Regions from separate parts of the Mus musculus genome. Here all the other regions are linked to region 2. A link is a contact called in public Hi-C and HiChIP or PLAC-seq data. All regions are on one chromosome and are shown on one strand. The core of a region is the stretch at or near the end of the contact, and the rest is flanking DNA. Distances in the headings are between cores, read along the strand shown. Region 1 overlaps Cblb (Casitas B-lineage lymphoma b). Region 2 has its middle 260 kb from the start of Gm32431. Region 3 overlaps Cblb (Casitas B-lineage lymphoma b).

The links. A called contact is a pair of places that touch in the nucleus more often than the background predicts. HiChIP or PLAC-seq counts read pairs in DNA pulled down with a chosen protein or histone mark.
Region 1: an H3K27ac HiChIP or PLAC-seq map of regulatory T cells shows a contact between it and region 2, with 9 times the contacts expected there. The contact joins two enhancer-like sites. A contact is called at or near these places in 1 of 15 datasets of contacts at CTCF or cohesin (pro-B cells), 2 of 484 Hi-C or Micro-C datasets (B cells and Th1 cells), 3 of 115 datasets of contacts at active chromatin or transcription factors (cardiomyocytes and regulatory T cells) and 1 of 9 other capture datasets (embryonic stem cells).
Region 3: a Hi-C map of regulatory T cells shows a contact between it and region 2, with 4 times the contacts expected there. The contact joins two enhancer-like sites. A contact is called at or near these places in 2 of 484 Hi-C or Micro-C datasets (Th1 cells and regulatory T cells) and 1 of 115 datasets of contacts at active chromatin or transcription factors (memory CD8 T cells).

The regions. Positions count from the first base shown.
Region 1 is chr16:52,059,993-52,062,947 of GRCm38.p6, forward strand. The region is part of intron 3 of Cblb (Casitas B-lineage lymphoma b); the gene reads left to right. Among named protein-coding and RNA genes, the nearest start is that of Cblb, 30 kb to the left of the region's middle. Within about 2 kb of position 1,424, at least 228 of the 459 cell types and tissues checked have an H3K27ac peak or open chromatin away from gene starts, as enhancers often do. A contact at or near this core is called in regulatory T cells, where this site is marked.
Region 2 is chr16:51,311,902-51,315,096 of GRCm38.p6, forward strand. No RefSeq gene overlaps it. Among named protein-coding and RNA genes, the nearest start is that of Gm32431, 260 kb to the left of the region's middle. Within about 2 kb of position 1,295, at least 6 of the 459 cell types and tissues checked have an H3K27ac peak or open chromatin away from gene starts, as enhancers often do. A contact at or near this core is called in regulatory T cells, where this site is marked.
Region 3 is chr16:52,080,656-52,083,865 of GRCm38.p6, forward strand. All of the region lies in intron 3 of Cblb (Casitas B-lineage lymphoma b), which reads left to right. Among named protein-coding and RNA genes, the nearest start is that of Gm23513, 23 kb to the right of the region's middle. Within about 2 kb of position 1,361, at least 84 of the 459 cell types and tissues checked have an H3K27ac peak or open chromatin away from gene starts, as enhancers often do. A contact at or near this core is called in regulatory T cells, where this site is marked.

The sequences.
Region 1 (2,955 bases), core at 174-2,673, 750 kb after region 2:
TATTTCCACATAGTATTCAAAACAGTGTTCAGACTTGGCAGATACATATAATAGTTGCTATTTCTCCCAATTTCCATATTATTATTTGAAAATCTTGATTTAATCTAGATAAAGAGCTTCTATTGCTTGGAAAGAGGTAAAAGGTAAAATTTCACATTGGAAACTAGCAAAAAGTCTAAAGTCGGTCATTTAGAACTTGTGGATAAACAATGCCACCTTCCTGAGATTTGGCAGCCGGGGCCAGTTCCGGGGCCAGTTATTTTAAAAGAAAGGCACGTGGGTAAATAGATTAATATCACTGCTGTTTATTGCAGAGTAGTCACAATTCAGGGCGCTGTCTTAACTGTGTGTCTATCTTTAGTGAAGTAACGTTTGTGGAAAAGTTAGAGGTGGTTACACACAGCGCCTCTGCCTGCTCCTGCATGCCCCGTGCGCATGCGCAGTGAGCATTCACAGCTCTCCCACTCAGTGGCTGGCTCTCTGAACCCCTGCGAGCTGTTTTCACTTCCTTTAAATTCTTATATTAACATTTCCTTAAAGACTTTTTGTTTCTGTTCTGTGCTGCGCTCATGACCCTAAATATACCAGCTTACAACAACTGGGGAATCCTCCAAATGTGCGCTTTCGACATGAATAACGTGGTTTTGTTTGGTCTGCATTATTGACAAAGGTCCTTGATCATAACTCGTGGTTCGCCTTGACAGAACATGGTTGGTCTTCCCTGCTCCAGATCCCCCTTAGAGTAGCAGGCATCGTGTTCTGGAAACTATCCTGCATTGCTGTTGATAGAATTTCTTGATGTGTAGGATATGATGTGAGAATTCCGTTAGATGTTCGGGAAAGTTCTCTTGTACCTTCTTAGTGTCTCTTTCCCCTTTATTCCTTTTAAAAGGCATTCTTGGAGGCTTGGCTCTGGCATTCTTGCTAACTATGCCTACCCCCTCCTTTTCTTCTGTATAAGCAAAGTGGCTTTGAGGAACATCTGAGACGTTTTCAATGTGTAAACAGCCTTTTAAAGAAATAGCTGCTGTGTTCTCCCATCACAAGCTGACTTGTAACACTTGAAAGACAAACAGAGGCCTGTGTGTTCTCTGTTATTGTTGCACCCCCTCACATAGCTGTCTGCGTTTGTCAGCAGTTTGTTTTGACTCATAATGCCAGGGAGGGGGTGGCTTGGTGTGTTTTTGTCAGTTATGCAGTGTAGGATGTCAGTTATCTCAAAGTTACCATTATGTTTGGCTGCTGTCCCTCTATGTAAAGAAAGCCTCAGCATTGGTTCCTGTTTCTCAGGCCAGTGTTGGGTTTTGAAACTTGCCCTTAAAATAAATGCCAAACTGTTTTTCTCATCTTGTAACCCTGGAGGTCAGAGGCTGGCTCTCTTGTTTCATTATTGTCTCGGTGACGTGTTTGTGGTATTTCCCCAGACTGGTTTGAGAACCTACCTGAACTGCCCTTTTCAAGTTCCCGTTGCTCTTCTAGAGTTGGGGATCTTGTGTATTCCAACAAGGTTGGAAACACTCCCAAATCAACATTTCATTTTGAAAGCGGTACTTTCAGACCCAGATGACTCTCCTACATTAATTCGTATGGGGACATCAACGGTTGTTGTACTTGACAGAGGCAGGGACCCTGGGCTTGACAGGGACGCCATTCTTCAAGAGAAAGTGTCCCAGGTAGCCTCTCCTAACATTCTTCCCATTTCCTTAGAACACTGACGCTCCCCCAGTTTTAGGCAAACTGTCATCTTTCCCAGCCAAGACCACCAACCTTAGGAAGTAGCAGGAGCTTTGGAGGTGAAACACAAAGGCAAATGCTATTGATCTTAGGCCACCAAGATTCTCATTGGATTTGAGTCAGTACAGATGTCTGCTGGCTCCGATGACTGCCCGCCATGTAAAGTGTCTGGCTGCCACCTCTGCTGTGTGTATGGCTTCATCCTAACAGCAAGTGCATACGCGTTTACTGCAGCCTGTCTCTTATGGGGGATTAAAATAGCCAGAAGGCCTGAATACCTAGCATTTTTATCTAGTATTTCAGCGATGGCGAGTTCATGGGGTGAGGGGTGAGACTGTGTTTGCTGTCCCGCCTCTCAAGCCATGACCTTTAACGAGGGGTTATTTTAGAAAGTTCCCAATTCACTGCGGGTCACTGGAGCTTGGGCAGAAGTGGGGATGCACGGCATTTTCATAGATCACCCAGCGGCTTCTCTACCTGAGCTGGAACTCATGGATTGTAAAGATTTCAAGCATTTGCCCTGAGTCTCTGTGTGCCTCCGAGTATTATCCATTTGCCAAAGGCTAAGCTGTGTTCACCACACCCCTCTCTTGTCATTCCTTAGTGTGGTGTGGATCCAGTTCACGCTCGCTGCTCCAGTCCTGACAGCTAACTGTGAGGCCTCTTCTGAATAGTCAGTGCCTAGGATTTAAGCTTTATTTTGTGTTTGTGGGAGCATCCTAGCTGATAGTTTAGACGTTGAACTCCGTCTTACACCTTTGATGTCCTACTTTGTTGAGGGGTGTTCAAGTCAGAAGGTTTCACAGATAAGATCTTGGAACCCAGCTGGGGGTCAGGAAAGACTGCTTGTGAGGAAATACTTTGGATCTAATGTTAACACTCCTGTCGGGGCATGGATTGGACTCAGGTAGAGAAGTGTACCACAGGAGACATTTAAGGACGTAGAGAAGCACTCCTAAGTTGGAGTCACGTGAGAACATGTTTTGTTGGGTTCTGAGTGTTCGATGGCTAAGCACTGTAGGGAATGGGAGACTGGGTGTACTGTAGGGAATGGGAGACTGGGTGCACTGTAGGGAATGGGAGACTGGGTGCACTGTAGGGAATGGGAGACTGGGTGCACTGTAGGGAATGGGAGACTGGGTGCACTGTAGGGAATGGGAGACCGGGTGCACTGTAGGGAATGGGAGACCGGGTGCACTGTAGGGAATGGGAGACCGGGTG
Region 2 (3,195 bases), core at 45-2,544:
TACCTTATTTAAAAAAATGACATTTCATATTAATAACTGCCATAAAAGAGAATAAAATATATAGAGAGATAAAATATAGGCTGCAGTATTTTTACTAGCATGGGTTAGAAAGTATGTAGGCTGAGAACCTATTTTAAAAAAAAGAAATTTAGGGTGGCTATGGAAGAGTAGAAATTAAGGTAGAGATAATAACAGAAAAAAAACATTTGAGAAGAATCTTTTAAGTATGAAATGAAGTAATCAGTTATGTGGTAGGGTTTGTAGGGTAGGGGTTGTTGACCAAAGATAAAAGTCCCATTTATGACCCTACTGAATGATGATATTATAAAGTAAGTAAAAGTTGGGGAAATACAGAAACTGAAATAAGATGTCAGTAATCAGGTCTTAGTCACCAAATGAATTGATGTTAAAATAATCATTAAGGTTACTATTTACTGAGTATTTCCTACTCTTGTTCTAGGTACAGATAGGTTTCCTACTGTCACATTCCCCTACACTGAGATATGGCATCATGGTTTTCTTTAGCCAGTGGTCATGAACACAAGTGCTGTGTGCTTTTTTCACATGTGTGGTGTTTAGAATCGAGCTATGAAGTCATCATGCTGAAATGAAATGCAGAAAACTCATATTGAGCATTTGCCAAGTAAACATGCCCCATGTTAAGCTAGGGTGAGCTGGCAATTCTTAACTTGCATTGACCTAAAACATCCTAAGCTATACATGTTGCCTGATGTTCCTGGTTACACAATGACCACACCGGGCCCATTTAGCTTGGGTGAATTCATTCACTTATTACTGAGACCTTATTTCATGGCTAGATTCAGAATCTTAAGAAGTGCTGCATTTTCAGGCATTGGAGATTGGCTTCATCCAGAAAAACTCTTTGGATACTTATTAGAACATGAAGGCATTCTTTGCAATTACAAAGCAGAATAGAGCAGTAGCTGTCCCTCAGGAGATTTGAAGCCCATGTCAGTAATTAGTATTAGACATATCTTTAAGAGCCACTGCAGTCACTCTTAAATAGCACTTATCTTATTGGAATCTGAAATACTAGGTAGACAGAAGAGCTAACACTTTCTAGGAAAGGGCAGAAAAACACTCCACTGGGACTGGAAAATGAGAGATATGGTGGACTATTCAGCCTGAGAGTGGTGTGTATGGAATTAAACCAATTTGTGGGTGCTGGGTGGGTGACAATGCAAAAACTGCTCCCGAGGTTTGTAGTTAACTGTAACCCATACTGTCCCTCTTGTTTCTTTCTTACTCAGAGCTATGCAGATCTGAAGCTGAATGTGCGACATAGCAGGAAGTATTATTGTCATCAAGGGTTACAGGCTGTGTGTTTCTGCCCTGAACTATAGGAAACCCAGTATCTGGCTGGCAAACGTCTGCATGGGCACTCACTGGTCATTATCACGAGGACCAATTTTCATCTATTATTATTGCTGTTACAATGTTTCTTCCTCAGTTAGCTGCAGTTACGCCTCCAGTGTTTTTGAATGTTATTGCTTAATCTTTACTTTTTTATGAATTTAGAAATTACAAGAGAAATCAATGGAAAAGAAAGCGGTTTAGCCACTAGGTGAGGTTAGTGTCTACTTGGCCTTCTTGAGAACCACTTTTAAAACGTATAAGCTTCCACCACATACACAAATAAATTTGTACTTTGGAGAAAAGGACTTTATTCAGCATTGTTTGTGAATTGTGATACCCTCTCTTTCAACATTGCGTGCACACCATTCTCAAACAAAAACATTCTCAAACAAAAATTTCTGTGCAGTTGGTCACCATGATACTGTGGAGGGAAGAGGGGGGATAGCCTAATACTATGTTCACAAAAAAAATATGAAGCATATTTGTTCTCTAAACATTTTTGTTACTGCTGAAATATTGGAGCCACACGCTAATTTTTCCTTCCATAATAACCTCCTATAAAGTACTAGAAACTTCCAGCACTTGGTTCTTTAGAAAATGGGTACTAACAAGGTAACAAGGTTGTATTTGTTCTGTGTTGTTTTGTTGTATCTTTTAATTGTTGAGGATGCTAATCTGAAGAATGGGAAAGCATCTTCTACCCCTGGGGATGAGGCTGTTCTTAGACTGAATTTAGACTAATCAAACGCTAGAGCCAATAGCTTGTCAGAAATGCCAAGTATGCTTAGGTACTCCGATTGCCTTATATCCCCTAAATCTCTATAGTCTATGTCATACCTTAAGGTCTGCTTTTCAAATCATTAGCCAGAAAAGATTAACGAGACAAAATGTTTTAGATAGGTCCTCACCAAAATTTGTTATGGAAATATAAAAGAATACTACAGAATTCATTGTATATCATAATAATTGGACAACTTTTATTGATTTTCCTCTTGAATGGTTTCATAAATGTGTGCAATACATTCAGTTTTCCCCGTTAACACACGAGATTCAGGGAGATTGACTGATTCGTCTGTCCAGATCTACTGAAGTTGAAGCGGCTTTCCTCTATGGGCTATGCTATGATCGATTCATAATTCTCACAGATGAACTACAGTACCAGCCTAGGAAACAGTGGCCCAAGAAAGAAAAAAACACTCTAAGGAAAATTGTGATGATGAAGAGTGAAACATTTGGGAAAGAATATTCAAGTTTTCTGAAACAGAAACAGCTGGTGACATGGTTATAATATGTTATGTGAAAGTGCATAAAGGGCTCACTTACCAAAGGTAGCTAGAAGTCAAAACATACTAGATACTTCCACTGCCACCTCTAGCTATAAATTGCCTATGAGTATGGTGACCTCTGCTTTTAGGTCACCTGGAGTTGATATTTTCCATTCCTTGGGAAACACTTCCCTAAACACCTCTATTTTAGTTTGGGAGAGAGTTCCAGAAAATCACTCTGTACATCAATTCAGTCTCCCTCTTTGTCACCTGCCCTCTATAAACAACTTCCTGTTTCATATCATATCATCGCTGACTGTTATCATTGTTTGTCAAAAAAACAAAACAAAACAAAAACCAGATTTTCCTGTTTTCTCATGAGTTTAACAATCCTTCACTATGACATTTGATTCATGTCACTGTGGTCCTTGTAACTTACACTCTGAGGTCTATTTGCCATTGCTGATCCAAGTGGTGATGACTCTCAGGGAATCTGTACGATCCCTGATGGCAGACCTGAGTACAAAGGTAAATGCTGAGGATGCTCGTGCAG
Region 3 (3,210 bases), core at 111-2,610, 770 kb after region 2:
GGAGTCAGAAGAGCGTGCCTGATACCTTGGAGTTGGTATTACAGGGTTGCACGTTACATGTGAGCTACCTGACATGGGTGTTGGTAACCTAACCAAACTGGGTCCTCTATAAGAGCAATATATCCTGTTATCTGCTCAGCCTTGTTGTCCACACCCCATGCTGACCTTGAACTCAAATCATTCCTGCTTCAGTCTCCCACAAGCTGGAGCTGTAGGAAGGTGACTTCACTTCATGTCTGCTGGCAGATTATCTTAATTACACACACACACACACACACACACACACACACACACACACACACACACACACACAGACACCCTTATGTGCAAGATATTTTCCCAATGAATTTTTTAGAAGGTCTTCATGAAGGAGGCTGATAACACTTACGTTTAAAAACCTAATCTCGACCAAATAGCTAGAGGACCAAAAATGGCCTTCAGGGAGATTCTATAAGCAGCTTCCTTCTGGGTGTCATGTGTCCTAAGTATACAGAGAAGGTGTGCACTTGTCGGCCGCACAGTGCTAGTGTAACAGTAAGTACCGACTGAGGTGCGTGGAGATCCTCCTCCCAGGCCTCTTCTCCCTGCTTGTGCCTGTGTGGCAGTGGAGGGACACTTTGCTGAGGTGGTTGCTCTGAGGGCGGTAGCTCATCTCCCCCGAGCTCTCTACCAGGTAGGTGGCCGTGGGTGTTCCAGCCTGCTGCAGAGGATCAGGTTTGTACAAAACCACAACAGAAAGATCCTATTCTTTTAAGATTTAAAAAAAAATCTTTAAATATATGAATAATAACACATTGAAGTGAAAATTAAATACCTCTCCTTTTAGTTTTTAAACACACAGCAAATTGCAATTACTAATGAATAGACCTGTATACTTTTTTTTTTCAAATTCTTCTAGATTACAAAAGTAGGTTTGGCTAAAAGAAAAATGAGAAAATACTGAAAGTAGTGTCATCTGTGATGAAACGTTTCTCTCTTGACCGTATGTGGTTTTGTATACAAAACCTGTAAAGCATTACTGATAGTGCTTGTTCAACACTAACAAGGAATATCTTTTGTAGCTCAGCCTCATTTGGATTGCTTTATACTGGGAAAAGAGAGAGAGAAAAAAATCAATTTTGTTTTCAAAACATTCCAAGATATTGGTCAGCATTTTGCATGAGCTCCAAGTTATCTTACATCCCTTTTCTGCAGTTTTCTCCTATTAATTTTCAGTTCAGAATTAACCAAACTGCTTTAGTGAGGGTTGTGGCAACTCTCATATCTGAGTGGCTTTTCAGCCAGATGTTTGGAACAGCTTAGATAGGGGCCAAGCCCCGGTCTAGCTCTGTGACCTTTAAAAAGAATATCCGCTTCCTGACACTAGATAAGGATCTCCCACTCACCGCCTCTTCCTCTTTAGAGAGCTCTTACAGAATCAGTTCATTAAACTATGTGAAGTGACAAATTATGCTTTTGGTTTAAAGTGGTGGTCAGTGAATATTTGAGAATAGAAGTACCTTTCCGTGGAGAATTTGGTTTCGTTGTGCTCAGGTTCCTCTGCATGCTGACTGTGTCTTTTGTTTGCTTGCTTGTTTGTTTGCTATTAGTAGTGTTTGCTAGTTCACCTTTCTACCACTCAGCCGTAACTCCCTGCCTTAGTTAAGCTCGGTAGGTTCTTTCCTAAGACTCTGTGTTGACCAGTGCAGGCATAGAAGTCCTTTCTTTAGTTCAACGCATGCTACAGTAAACTGAAAAGAAAAAACAAACAAAACAAACAAACAAAAAACCTCCCCAAACTTCTGAGGTTTGAGACCCAGAACAAGTTTTATTTGGTTTGCTCTTAATTTACCAACCATTTAACTCTTTATCTTCTCAAGTGCCTGCTGTGTACAGACAACTCTGGGGATGTTGTAATTCCTGTCACTTGTTGCCTATCTTAAAGAATCCCCTTTTGTTCTCATTTCCCCCTCCCTTTCTTATACCTTTTCCCCTTACGAGCATTCACCAGTGACAATTCTTTGAATATAACGTAAGGAACTGGAATGGTAGAATTCTGGACAAAACTGTGGGATCTCCCAGGCCCAGAAGGATTAGTTCCAACATCTGAGACTGGGACTTTGCTGGGAGATGAGTGGTCTCTCAACAGTACCATGAATTTGGCATTGTGAAGCTATAATGCTGTAAACACAGGGCTTCTAATATGTCTTAGATGGGGGGAATACCTTAGCAGTGGGTTGGGTCAGATGTCTTCAAGTGAGATGTCAGGGAAAGTATGGTTATAGCTTTCAGTTTGTGAGAATGAATGTTCAGAAACACAGACTTTTAAAAATTAGGCCATCGCTTGCCTCAGGTGATGAATGAAGTTCTCTGACCTGTGCTTTAGAAAGATAGTCCTGAAAGAATTTTGAAAACTGTATTATAGTTAATAGAATGTAGCCAGAGGGATGACTATAGATGGCTATATGACTGCGGTTTACATAAATGACCATGGACTCTGAATCACCAGTTATGTAACAGTACAGAGGCAAAAGACAGCAAGTGAAGAGGAGGAACAGCAAGGACGAGGAGCAGGTACAGTGAGAATGAGGTGCAGGTGCACTGAAGAAGAGGGACAGGTGCAGTGAGGATGGGGAGCAGGTGCAGTGAGGATGAGGGGCAGGTGCAGTGAGGATGGGGGGCAGGTGCAGTGAGGATGGGGGGCAGGTGCAGTGAGGATGAGGGGCAGGTGCAGTGAGGATGGGGGGCAGGTGCAGTGAGGATGGGGGGCAGGTGCAGTGAGGATGAAGAACAGATGCAGTGAAGATGAAGAACAGGTGCAGTGAGGATGAGGAACAGGTGCTGTGAAGATGAGGAACAGGTGCAGTAAGGATAGCATGTTCAGTGATAATGAGGGGCAGGTGCAGTGAGGATGAGGAGCACATACATTGAGGCTGAGCAGCATATGCAGCGAGGCTGAGCAGCATATGCAGTGAGGCTGAGCAGCATATGCAGTGAGGCTGAGTAACAGGTACAGTGAGGATGAAGAACAGGTGCAGTGAGGATGAGGAACAGGTACAGTGAGGATGAGGAACAGGTGCACTGAGGATGAGGAACAGGTGCAGTGAGGATGAGTAACAGGTGCAGTGAGGATGAGAAACAGGTACAGTGAGGATGAAGAACAGGTGCAGTGAGGATGAGGAACAGGTACAGTGAGGATGAGGAACAGGTGCAGTGAGGATGAGGAACAGG